Regions from separate parts of the Mus musculus genome. Here region 1 is linked to region 2. A link is a contact called in public promoter capture Hi-C data. All regions are on one chromosome and are shown on one strand. The core of a region is the stretch at or near the end of the contact, and the rest is flanking DNA. Distances in the headings are between cores, read along the strand shown.

Region 1 (6,800 bases), core at 193-2,692, 680 kb after region 2:
TTCCTGGCTGCAGTTTAGCATAGCAACCTCAGCATTTATATATTTATTTATTTATTTATTTATTTATTTACACCCCACCAACACTGTGTGTGTATATGTATGTATGTATATATATATATATATATATATATATATATATATATATATATATATATTTACAGGAGTGTACTCCAAAGCCAGTGGGAGACCTCTGTCTTATCTCCTTGAGACAGGGTCTCTTACTGATCTGGGAGACTTCAGGAGACAGAAAACTCTACCTGTCTTAACATTATTGAGCTATGGCACACGGCCCCACAACACTTGTTGTAGGTACTAGGCATTTGAACTAAGGTACTCATGTTTGTGCAAAAAGTGGCCTTGCCCACTGTGCCATTCCAAACACAGCTCTCTAATGCCCTTTTAAGATCAGGACCTTGAGCATCTTTGGGTTTTGGCAGCTTCAAGAAAGCAATTCCCATGGATTCCGAGGGATGACTAATAGGAGTCTGTGGTGTGGAAGAAATGCTATTAGATTTGGTATCTTCAGTGGTCCCCTGGGAAGGGCGAGACTACAGCAAAGCAGACAAAGTGGATTGCCCTTTCTGAAGTCGGTGCCTCTCCCCAGGGACATCATTGGAGCCTGTATGGCTGAGCTGAATTAGGTAATTTCCCCAAGGGTGCAGCAAACAGGAGCCTCCAATCTTCTGAAGCTCTAGCTGGTGTACACTCCCCATTCATAGGATGCTGGAGGATGTTGGTCCTGATGCTGTAACTAGAGCACAGCCCACGCAAGGGCAGAGGACCGGGGCTGCACACAAAGCTTGGTGCCGTAGAGATGCCGTGCCCTGGTTTATTGCCTCAGTGTCCCCATTACTAAACTGACAGAAACACTGAATTAACACTGGCATCAGATTGCAACTGTAGAACATTTTACAACACACAGCACATTTTGAGTGAATTTTTGATTTTTTGATACTTATTTGGAATCTCATGTCCACAATGACAATGAACAAAGGCACTGTGTATGCTGTTTTATCTGGGCATGTGCTGCTGTTACTATCATATGGCTATCACCTGTCTGTCATCCATCCATCCATTCATCCATTTTGAGACCAGCTATCCTTGAACTCACTATGTAAAGGCGGCTGATCTTGAGCGCTTAATCCTCCTGTCTTCAGACCGGGCAGAGTCTATTCAGAACTCTTTATGGGGCTGAGGAGGCCCATACCAAGCCCCTAGCACCAACCTTCTATGGGGAATGACTTTGTTTTAAGCCGTATGCCTTCCATAAAATTAATCTCTGGAAAACAACAAAAATAATAATAAAGCTCCCATCGTGACTTTTTACCTCAGTGATCCACAACACTGGGTGTGTGGCATTATGGCATTCTTTGAAGCTGATATGCTATCTCTTTAATTTAAAAAAAGAGAGCAGTGAGCTAGGTAGGGGGAGCTGTGACTGCCGCACTCTCCCGGCCCTGCGCTGAATGCAGTGGCAGTAACGCTGGCTGGGACTTGTTTGTTGTTGGTACAAAAGGCACACAAAGGCCGGACAACCAGGTTGATGATGGCCACCGTGAGACTCTGAGGGTCCCTCGGACTGCGGACTGCGTCTAGTCTAGGAACAGCTACATCGGGCGTTGCGACCCGCTGGAGCCGGGTGGTGCGGTCGCTGCTACAGCTGCTGCTGCTCCAGCTGGGCCGTGGACCACTGTCCTCTGCATCTTCGCCCCCAAGGAAGACAGAGCAGCTCTGGCGTGTAGTGCCACAGCGCACGGGTGAGGAGTTGCTACCTTGGCATCCTTGGGTAGGGTGGGTCCCGCTCTACCTCCTCATCTTAGTTCCAGAGGGGCTCTGACTGCAGGCTTTGTCTTTTTAATTTCCACTCCAAGTTGCAGAGAGTGGTCATAATGGGTTCGCTGCTGTTATGCAGAGTGGGGTCCGGACTATTGGTATTTATACAGTGGCATTCTCAGAATAGTTTATTACTTAATCTGCAATCGCTCTAATTTTAACCTCATATTCTCAACCAGCCAGTTCTCAGTTACCTTATTTAATAATACTCGAAAGCCTTATGACAAAAAAAAATTCTCCTTATTTCATTTCATTCCAGGAAATAATTAAATTCTTAGAAAGAGTTCTGTGATTTTAGCAAAGTTCTCTCCTACTCTGCTGTCCTTTTTTGCTTGCCTGCGTTTTTCTTAAAACAAGGTCAGTGGGGAGTATTGCCTTTGAGGCTGATATGCTGATAATTTTAGCTTTAATCTTACTCCCTGTGTCTCTGAAAATGGTAAAAAGCCTCTTCCATTTGAACCAGCCAGGATGGGGGCTGGTTCCAGGTGTTTTCCAAGCATAAGCTGCCACAACCCCATATTGGTCTCTTTACTCCTGCACCAACCAGTACAGAAGTAATTCACGATCAGCCCCCATTTATTTGTCTTATGACGAGTTTTACAAGCACCCACTGGCAGCCAGGTAAGAACTAGGACAGTGTGAGGTTCTCATGTTCACATCCCCTGAGTGTTGCGGAAGACTAACCAGCTCTCTTTCCTTTGCCTTGACAGTTAGCCCCATTCTGTGTGGTCCCTTGTCTTCTTTATCCTTGGCTTTTGGCTTTTGGCTGCCCAAGCTGCTCCCTCCCGCACCCATGATCCTTAAGACTCTGTCTAAGTCCCTTTCAAAGGAAGCAAGCTAGCTTACACCATCTTCCTGCGTCCCTGCTGTTGTGCTCATCCTGTGAGAGCAGCAGTAAGAACCGTTGACCGCTGTTCCGATGTTTCCCGTTCTTCCTGTCAGAAGAAAAGCTCAGTCACAGCTTTTGAAGAACAAGGACAGCTGACAGGAGTCCTTTGCTTTGGGCCGGACTGGCCCTCAGCAGCCCTGTGCTCAAATGTCAGCTCAACTGGACCTTCCTGCCACAGCCCCTTAGAAGTCGCTAACAATTGGTGCCTCAGTTTCTCTTCTGTCCAAGACACTGATGGTCATTGCTCAGATGATGGTGGTATCATTGAGACATCAAATGTTTGTGAAGATAGCTAGCTTAGACTAAGCAGTGTGTTGCTAGTGAGTATTTGACTCATTTCCAACCCATTCCACCCCATCCATCCATCCATCCATCCATCCATCCATCCATCTATCCATCCATCCAACCACACATACATCTACTCACTCAATCTATGAAACACACCAAATAGCTTCATTTATTAGTGTTCCCTCAAAAACTGAATTTATAAATGTACTTTTGGCTGAGTGCCTCTTAAACAGCCTTTGCTTTGGGCTAAATGTTCTCATACCTTTGGCCTATGAATGCGGAGCTAGAACTTCCTTGCTGCCATAGGGCTGTTCTCTGAGGGGAAGGGAGGCTGATTCCTCTTGCATACCTTCCCCTAAACACATCATGGTAGCAGTAACAATGACTATACTGGCCATGTCCCCCAGGAGTCCAAGTCAGGACAGTTAAATGTACTTAAATGTGCCAAATTGGAAATCAGAACAAGTCCCGTTACTATTTTGATCTTGGACAGCCAGGCGGCCCACTCACTCTTTATAGACATTGCCAATCCTGTGACTATTTTTAATCTCTACTTTGTCTTTCTCCTTTCTCTTTGCTATTTTCCCTTAAACTCTTCACTTAACATGCACTGGACTTCAGTGTCTATGATGGAGATGTTGTACCCTTCCCAGAGGGAGAAGGAAAACAGAAAAACTGGACAAAGCACTGGATTGGGAACCAGAAAAATGTGACTTTAGCTCTGTTGGCTTTTATTTGTGCATAACAGAAAACCATTTATCCTCGGAGCTAAGATAAGAGGTTTGGGGAGAGACTCTTTGACTTTCCTTAGAGTCCTGAGTATAAGATCTTGACAGCTCTCTTTGGACTCTGCTCACTGCCTCAGAATAGTCAATCAAAAATTACTTTTCATTCGTGTGGTCAAGATTAGAAATGATTTAATAGCCCCACTCTGTAGGTTAGAAGATGCAAGATTAAGGGAGTGGAAGCTCAGTGTATTCTTATTTGAGAATGGAGAGGTCTACTCAATGTAGCTTTTCTTGCTGAAGATCGCCGAGTTCTCAGACCCCATGCCCCAAGTTCTGCTTCTTGCTGTCATGTTCTTCCCACTGCACTTTGGAGTTTGGGTGACTGGAAGCCTGAGAGCTCACACAGATCACCCATTTTGTGCAGAACCATCGTTAGTTCTTTTATAGCAATGTAGCATCCGGACTTCTGTTTTGCTTCTGATAGTATTGCATGTCTCTTACCTAGGCCTGAAGACAAAGGCTAGGCCTTTCACTTCTTCCAAAAAGATAAAAGCTTGAAGTCAGTCAGGCACCTAGTGAATGGCAGCTTAAATTTCATGCGTATCTTTATTTGATTAAACTGCTGAGCACTGGAAAGGAGCGCACGTGTGAATATTATCGGTCTCTGGGATTTGTGGACATTTCTACACAAGTGTTTCCCCTTGTTTAACATGATGATACATGTTAAACATATATGTATATATATATATATACATACATGTGTATATATGTATATATGTATGTATATATATATTTATAACTTTTATTTTCTAACTCTTACAAACCCACAGAAGCAACCATTTATTTTTTTTTTAGAAGCAACCATTTAACTGTTGGATTAAACAATAGTTAATCTGCTTTGCACATAAAGATATTAAATTGTTATATTTTGAAGCTCGGTGTGTAAATTTTATTCAGTCTATGTCGCCTTCCCATCAAACCCACCCCCACCCCACCCCCACACGCTTATTTTTATTTATCAGTGTTTTTGTTACAGGCTTGTGCTGGGTGACCGCTTTAGAAAAAGTCTAGTCCTGGAGAACATACTTGTTCAACAAGTCATTAAATTCCTCAGAGACCCATCTAAGAACAGCCCAAGACTCTGAATAGACTTATTCTGAGACAGACCCGGGTTAGAAAGGTGGAGTCTCATCATAGTGATTCTGACATTTAACCTCTCGGCACTTCCAGCTTCCTACTTTTGAAACGAGACTGAGAACAGATCAGCACACAAACCCCTGGCATGGTGACGTGGGTGACGCGGGGTAGGCTTCTCCAGCAAGGTCGCTTTTTAAAACAATGAGCCAATTCTTGTGTCTTCTAAAAGCTACATGATATGCATCAATCTTGCCAAATTTAGGAGATTTTAGCCATATTTATTTTAATGTTCTTTTTAGCAGCTTTACCAAGATATTATCCACATGCCATACAGTTTGCTTGTGTGTTATGTTTATAAATTTTTATCTGTGAACGTAGGCAGGACTTTTTTTTTTTTTTTTTTTTTTTTTTTTTTTTGCCAGTGTAAGACCCTGCCTACCACAGTCATCTCTACGTATCATAGAATCAACTTGAACTTGAGTCAAGGTATAAACCTAGATGTTTGTTCTTATGATCTGGGAATGAGAGTTTATGCACACTGGTGAAATTTGTACATCAAGTCGCTAAATTGTTCACACTGTTGAGTGCCTCCTGTATCTGAGATCGAGAGCCTGAAACAGCCAAAGAGGAGTCAGACAGCTTTGAGGAACTGATAGCAAAAGAAACGAGAAAGCCCTGGGTCTCACAAAGGGCTTCGGAACCCCAGGGGAAACCCTTAGTGTTTTCATGGCTGTTCTGTGGATATCTCAATGTGCTTGTGTGTACACTGAGTACACTGCACCTTTAGCTTCTCGTGGTGGTGGTGTAAATACATTTTATTTCTGCGTTTGATTGCCCAGGTATATGAGGCCAAATCTGGCTGTGGTGACCATGACCTGTCCTCCAGCATACGGCCCACAGTACTGACCCTGGTGACACAGGCAGGGCCTACTGTGCTAGATCTTGCTCTGTTGATTCACAGGGTGAGTTCATCTGACTTTTCCACTTTGCAAAGATTCTGTTTCAACCTGTTCATCTTTGCTGACTCATGCTTTGCTCTGAGAGGATAGGGTATAGTCTTTCTTGGTAGATCAGTGGAGGCTGAGGGCTAGAAGTCTGTCTGCCTTTGGCTTCTTCCTACTGCGTGGAAAACATCCAAAGGTAAGTTTTTACCATGCCCAGCAGTGTTTACTGCTTGAGAATTTGTTTGGCGGTATGGATTTTTGTTTAATCCACAGATAAATGTGTATCCGGCTCTCAGGCTGGGGGCAGGTGGAGTGCTATGCCTATTTGCTATAAATGTCTTAACTGACTGTTTCTGGGGACACGGAGGCTATTTTGATAGGTTAAGATGCAGAGAGCTGTGGCTGCCCAGAAGCACGGCAGCATTGCGAAGGGCCTCAGGAGAGGCTACCCCAGCATCCCACCCAAGTCCTCTCCATACAACCTTTGCTTCACTGGGTCTCAAGTGTTTCAAGTCTATTCAAGAGGCTCTGCAATGTAACAGAAACCCTATATAGGATAAAGCAATAAGGTGGCTCTAGTTATGTTTCTATGCCAAGCCCTGTCTCGTTTCCTTGGTAACGGACAGGTGTCTGTGTTGTAGTTTCTAGGAGGTTGGCTTTGACCTAGCTGACCTCGCTGCTTCAGTTCACTTTATTGCAGCCTAGACCCCTTTTGTCTTCTCCGCTCTGCATACTGCTTACCTCTACTGAAGCACAGCCTTGGATCCAGGGATCCTGGCTCACTGTTTACTTCCCGTGCCTGACACCCGAACCCCTGGCTGTTTGTTTCAAACGGCCGTAATTCACAGACACTTCTGCATCAATTAGTGAATGAAACTGGCATGTCTTTCTTCCTACTCCCCAAATGAAGCCACACAGTGTCAAACCTTGCTGTGAAGCTCAGGTTGCCAAAATAGGATATTTCTGCTGAGAAGGCACCAA
Region 2 (6,433 bases), core at 439-2,938:
GAGGCACAGGAATAATACAAGGAAATCAACAGAACCCTGGACAAAGTGAAGAAAGCTGTGCACTTGGCTGAGAAGTTTTGGTAACTTGAAGATGGCGGTTCTTCACACTTAGAGATGTAATGCCAACAGATATTCTTAATTGCTTTGTTTGCTGTAAGTGTGAATAAAAGGAAAGATTCATATAACCCAACCGAAGCTTAGATACATGCTAGGGATGAACTGGGGATAAAATAATGTGTGCTTAGAAATCACACAAGACAGGGGACAGCCTGTCCTATAGAAAAGTGGCCAGAAGAACAGACAGATAACAGAGAAGAAACACAAAGGAATTCTGGACATAAAAATGGATGCCTCCTAATCAGAGAGTGTGTTCTGTCTGGAGAAGGAGGGGGTGTAATACGGACTTCCAGCGACCTTCTGATTGTGCCAAGCACAGCTGGTCAGACTGTAACCTGAGCCAGCTCCAAGGAAAATAGTGGCATCATCTGTCCAAACTCAAACACTTTATTTTTTGATTGAGTTCTTCTATTCCTGGATATGTAGTCGATGAATGTTTCTGCACATTCAAAATTGTTTCTGTGCAGAATTTCTACTGCAGCATTGTAAGGAAAAGCAAACCCTCCAGACGGAAAACTGGGAACAACTCTTCAAGTACCCAATGAGGGCTGGTGGGGTGAATCCTACTAGGAGTGTGGCACAGTGCAGTATTTTATAACCTAAGCAAATACCAAGGCTCTGTTGTGTGCACTGATGCTCCACAATGTTAAGTGGAGATAGCAAGGCTCTGGAGATGGTGTAGATAAAGAGAGAAAAGGGAGGACTATATAGTTACAGTACATGTGAGTAAAGAGGGCTGTTCAAAGCATAGGCAAGAAATCAATGACAACTAGACATCTTATGACACAAAGGGAAACCTCCAGGAGTAGGTTACATCTCATTGTGTAGTTGACCAAAGGGCCCCAATGAAAAAATCCTTAAATACCTTAGATCATTGCCAAGTGTATTGGTTGTTTTCTACAAGCTGATGGTAAGGTCCTATTGCTGAAACAACAACAACACACACACACACACACACACAGAGAGACACACACACACATAGTTGAAGAATTTTGAGCTGGTGCCTAACTAGAGCCTTCACTCCTACTGACTAGTAGTGTTTATGGCACTTGAAGGTAAGTTGCACAGTGCTAGACAAAACCTACCAACCCAGCTATGAATCCCAAGGTTTAGAGTGGTGACTGCCTGTATGATACCCTGGTACAATAGTGGCACAACACCCACCACCACAACTCTTATAAAGGTTGCTGGAAATTGACCTTTGGAAGAGCAGTCAGTGGCCTTAACCTCTGAGTCATCTCTTAACCCCTTGTTTTTGTTTTTGTTTTTTTTAAGAGTGGGTCTCTCTTTGTAGATTTGGCTGGTCTGGTGCTTGCTGTGTAGAACAGGCTGGCCTGGAACTCACAGGTCCACCTGCTACCTTGCGAGCGCTGGGATTAAAAGCCTGAATCACCACAATTAATTTACTGTTTAGTCTTCATTCGAGAGCATGACTGACCCAGGACACAGGATTGCAACTGGAAGATGAAGTTACCAATTTCCTATCCAGGTCTTTAAGAAGTCTGGCCTTGACGAGTCTCTCTGCATTCTGTTCCTGCCGAGCGTGCACTCAAACCTCGGCATCTGCAGGGGAGGAGACTCGGCTCCCTCTCCGGATCTGCTCTCCCGTGAGTTTATACATGGAAACAGGCTGGTTCTGCTGCCTGTCTGAGAAAGAACAGTTTGCAACCATTAATGAGGCAGAAAGCTCTCACCCATTTTTAAGTAATCGCACCTTTCTTAGGGGTGCTGTGTACAAGCCCACATCCTTGAAATGACAGCTGCATTCCTGAAAAGCTAGGCATACATTTAATTTTTAAATTATTTGCAGGACTGGACTTTTGTAAAAGGGTTTCCGTGAACAGAATTATTTTGTCAATTATTTAAATATGTTAGCTACATTAGGTTCCAATATTAAGGTTAAATACTTATGCATATAAAACCCACAGTAGACATAGGGATTCTGTCTGATCTTATTAAAATGTATTGTATACAATAATCTATTATTAACATGTTAATTATGCTTATAAGCATATATTTATTGTGCATTTTATATAACTACATTATAGCATAATTACTTATTGTGTTGTAAGTAATAATATAGTATGAAATAATATAAATACAGAAAATATATAGAAATACATATTAAACAGTACATGGAACATATTAAAACACACATAAAGTGTATGTTAATAAAGTAGAAAGGAGAAAGATAATTTTCATTTTATTTTTTTCCTAAACATTTCTCTACCTTTTCTGAGGTATTTCCCAGTATATGTCTGCTAATGTAGAAATTATTATTTTTTTTCATTGAGAATGTCAGGCCTATACAGAATCATATTTATAAGAAATATAAGCAAGATAGCTATTATGAATCCAGCAATATTTAACGATTATATGATAGTTACTAGTTAGTTAGGTGAGACCAAAATAAACAAGCACACAGCTTTAAAACTCTGATTGGCCAGAAGCTGTGCTTGGCCCCACCCACAGAGGCTATCACTTAGTGGCTGTCAGTATGCCTGGTCTTTGTTTTTCTCTAATGACAACTGGGCATGTTAATTCTTGTTTTATCCAGTCGTCAGCCACCATTGACCTCCTGCTTTGATAGATGAGATTTCCTTATGTCCCTCCCTCGCCACCTCTCCTGGCACCCAGAGAGGCTTATCAGCATTGTTAGTGTGCACTGCCATGGCCCCTTTCTAGAGCTGTCCTAGCCAGTGGTACCCTGTGCCAGTTGGTGGGTGATGGGAAGTGATATCTATGAAGAGGCCAGTCCATGAAATGACAGGGCAGCCTCTGAAAGCGAGAGCCTGAGGCTCTGTCAGAGAGTGAGTGTCACATGCAATCATATCACAGGACTGCTGAAGATGACACCAACCAGTTAACATTTCTCTGTCAGCTGTCCAGTTCCGTCAATGCTAAAACATGTTAAAAGAAGCCACCCCAAGTAAATATTGTCCACATCTAATGCTCACCAAGACGTGTACACAAGGCCATATGCAAATCTCTATAGTTACCACTCTTCAAAGGCAGAGACAGAAGGGTCACAAGTGTGAGGCTAGCCTGAGCTATATAGTACAATACAGTATTAAAAACAAACAAACAAATAAAAAGCACGTTAAAAAAAGCACTATGGATGGTGTGAAAAATCTAGAACCTACCACTTGACTCAACAGCTGTTATAGGGAGCAATCATCACTGTGAAGACTTGTGGGAAGCCACATTGGTAAATGCAATATATTATTTTTTTCAAGTAGGATTGGCCTCCTAGTATAAGTTCAGAGGGACAGAGTGGCTACTGGGGCTGGGGAATGTGCAGTTCTAGCTCAGGATGGTGGCAAGGACAGCACACAAGGCAGTTGAACTTATTTCCTCAAACTCCACACTTATAAACAGTGAACAATGGTAGTAACTTCAGTTGTGTGCATACTGATACAGTTTTAAAAAGTAAATACTCTGTGTGTGTGGTGGTGGTGGGGAACCTGGAGACATGGCTCAGAAATTAAGAGCATGTGTTGTTCTTCCAGAGGGCCAGAATTTGGTTCCCCACAACCATGCTAGGCAGCTCACAACTGCCTGTAACTCCAGCTTCAGGGGATCTGACAACCATTTCTGGCCTCCATGGACCTGCACACATGGCAAAAACTCTCACACACATTCACATAAGTAAAAGCAATTAAATAAATGTTTTTTAAAACATAAAATAATAAATACCTTTAAAAGTAATGTGTGGTACCCTTTAAAAAAGAAAAGAAAAAGAAAGAAAAAGAAAAAGAAAAAGAAAAAGAAAAAGAAAAAGAAAAAGAAAAAGAAAAGGACCTCCTACTGAAAGAAAATGATAACCAATACCACCCAATACTCATCCTGGTGGCAAGAGGTCCACAGGGGAACAGACTCAGGATGTCACTGGCCAGGACACTGACAGTGTTTTTGTCTAAACTGTTTCTTATCAGATGAAATTTCTTTATGTATTATGAATAATACCTTTAAAAATATATAGATGGTGCTGGGCAATGGTGGCGCATGCCTTTAATCCCAGCACTTGAGAGGCAGAGGCAGGTGGATTTCTGAGTTCAAGGCCAGCCTGGTCTACAGAGTGAGTTCCAGGACAGCCAGGGCTACACAGAGAAATCCTATCTCAAAACACACACACACACACACACATATATATATATATACATACATATACATATACATATGTATATGTATATATATACATATATACATATATATATATATATTGATGTCTTCATTGCTTTCTACTGTGTGATAAATACCATAATCAAGAGCTACTTGGGGAGGGAAGGGTTTATTTCTTCTTACACTTCCATGTCACAGTTCACCATCAAGGAAGTCAGAGCAGGAGCTCAAGGTAGGAACCCAGAGGCTGGAACTGAAGCAGAGGCCATGGAGGAGTGCTGCTTACTGGATTGCTCGCCATGGCTCTCTCAGCGTGCTTACTTATACAGCTCAGAATCACCTGCCCAGGGGTGTTACCACCCATAATCAGATGGGCCATCTCACACCAACCACTAATCAAGAAAAGGCTCCACAGAGTTGCTCACAGGCCAATCAATGGAGGCATTTTCTCAACTGAGGTTTCCTCTTCCCAGATGACCCTAACTTGTGTCAAGTTGACAAAACACACACACACACACACACACAAATAAATAAACAAGTAAAAAAAATTTAATCATTTATAACAACCAACATTAATAGTTATAACATTCTTAATGAATTCATTCAAAGGAAAATTATTTTATCGTGTAATTAATATAAAATTAATTAATCATTTAAGTTATTTTTTTAAATTATGTCTTGGTAATCAAGTGTGAAAGTTATATTTACAACACATTTCAACACAGAGTGTTCACGTGCTAGGAGAACAAAGGTCCTTGCGTTCACAAACAGACACAAAGGAAAACAAGAATGTTGAACACGTAGGGAGGCTTGTCTCTTCAGTGTGAGAGATGTACATCCAGTTTCTCCACCCAGAAGGCTGGAAATGGATGTGTTCAATAGCCTAGTGATCTGTGTTGTCTGTAGGGCCAGGCCATACCAAGCTCCCATAGCAGGACCAAAGATGGCTGATGGTCTAGGTGACCTTTGTGCTATCTGTATGGTCAGGGGCTCTGCCAAGATCCCACAACCATAACCAGAGGTAGTTAATAGCCCAGATGACCTCTACACTATCTGCATGACCAAGACCACTCCAGGTCCTCCCCTAGGCCTTTAAGATAACATGTGTAGCTTATCTCTAGAACACATCTTCATGGAAGAAGTGGCATGTACTTTAAGAAGAGTTTTGATGTAATTATGACTTTTTGTGCACAAGTGATTGTGTTACACAGGGAGACTTTTTTCTGAGTTGCACTATATTTAAATATTCCCACAGTAAACTGCCCGGTGTCAGGCTCTAAAATTTTGAATCAGCGTGCTCTTGACCATTTGGATGAGTTTTTTTAAAACTGTGTTTTAGACAGAGGGGGGGGGGAGAGGGGAGGGGCTCAGAGTTGGATGGGTAGAGAGGTGGGGAGGATCTGAGAGGAGGTGAGGGAGAGTAAACCATGATCAGAATATATTGTATGAAAAAATTATTTCAATAAGAAAATAAGTTTGAGGGCAAGCATATATGAAATGTAATGGACCAGACACAAACATGGTTCGTGGGGTTTATTATGATATTTTTTCTACTTTTATGTTTATAAACTTTCAAGATAAAAAACATGCTTTCATGTTGCTATAGAGGTGAAGATGTCACTAAAAATAGCTCTTTGTTAGTTTTCTGGATGCAGTATACTTAGCCCTGGACTATCTGTCTGTATAGCCTTCATCTACAGTGTGCTCAGATCTGACTATGACAGCTGAGGCTGGGTCCCCCTGTTGCTGTGGGGCTGTCTTGTGTTCATAGCATGTGTTGCATTTGGTTTTTTTTTGTCAGTTCTACATAAACCTACACATAACCACAAAGAGAAACCTCAACCAAGAAAATGCGTCTATCAGATTAGCCTGTAGGAAAATCTGTGGGGGCATTTGTTTGATTAATGATTGATGTGGGAGGATCTGTGGTGGTTCCACTCCTGGCCTTGTGTTGTATAAAAAAAAAACATCAAGCTAAGAAAGCCATGGGGTGCAAGCCAGTAAGCAGCACTCCTTCATGGTCTCTGCTTCAGTTCCTGCCTCCAGGTTCCTGCTTGAGTTCCTGCCCTGACTTCACTCAGTGATGGAGCATAAGCCATAAGGTGAAATAAACCCTGTCTTATTTCTTCAGTCACATTTTAACATTCCCTGTATCACGCTGTCTTAGCTAAGGTTTTATTGCTGTGAACAGACA

Evidence for each region. Promoter capture Hi-C pulls out the DNA fragments that hold promoters and counts their contacts.
Region 1: a contact with region 2 is called in a promoter capture Hi-C map of hippocampal neurons, with 3 times the contacts expected there. The contact joins the promoter of Sacs here to the enhancer-like site in region 2. A contact is called at or near these places in 3 of 39 promoter capture datasets (hippocampal neurons, liver and pre-B cells) and 1 of 115 datasets of contacts at active chromatin or transcription factors (embryonic stem cells).

Annotation. Positions count from the first base shown.
Region 1 is chr14:61,137,015-61,143,814 of GRCm38.p6, forward strand. It overlaps Sacs (sacsin), which reads left to right and starts at 1,443. Exons shown (of 10, transcript NM_015788.2): 1 at 1,443-1,757.
Region 2 is chr14:60,455,258-60,461,690 of GRCm38.p6, forward strand. No RefSeq gene overlaps it. Among named protein-coding and RNA genes, the nearest start is that of Amer2, 81 kb to the left of the region's middle. Within about 2 kb of position 1,689, at least 2 of the 459 cell types and tissues checked have an H3K27ac peak or open chromatin away from gene starts, as enhancers often do. A contact at or near this core is called in hippocampal neurons, where this site is marked.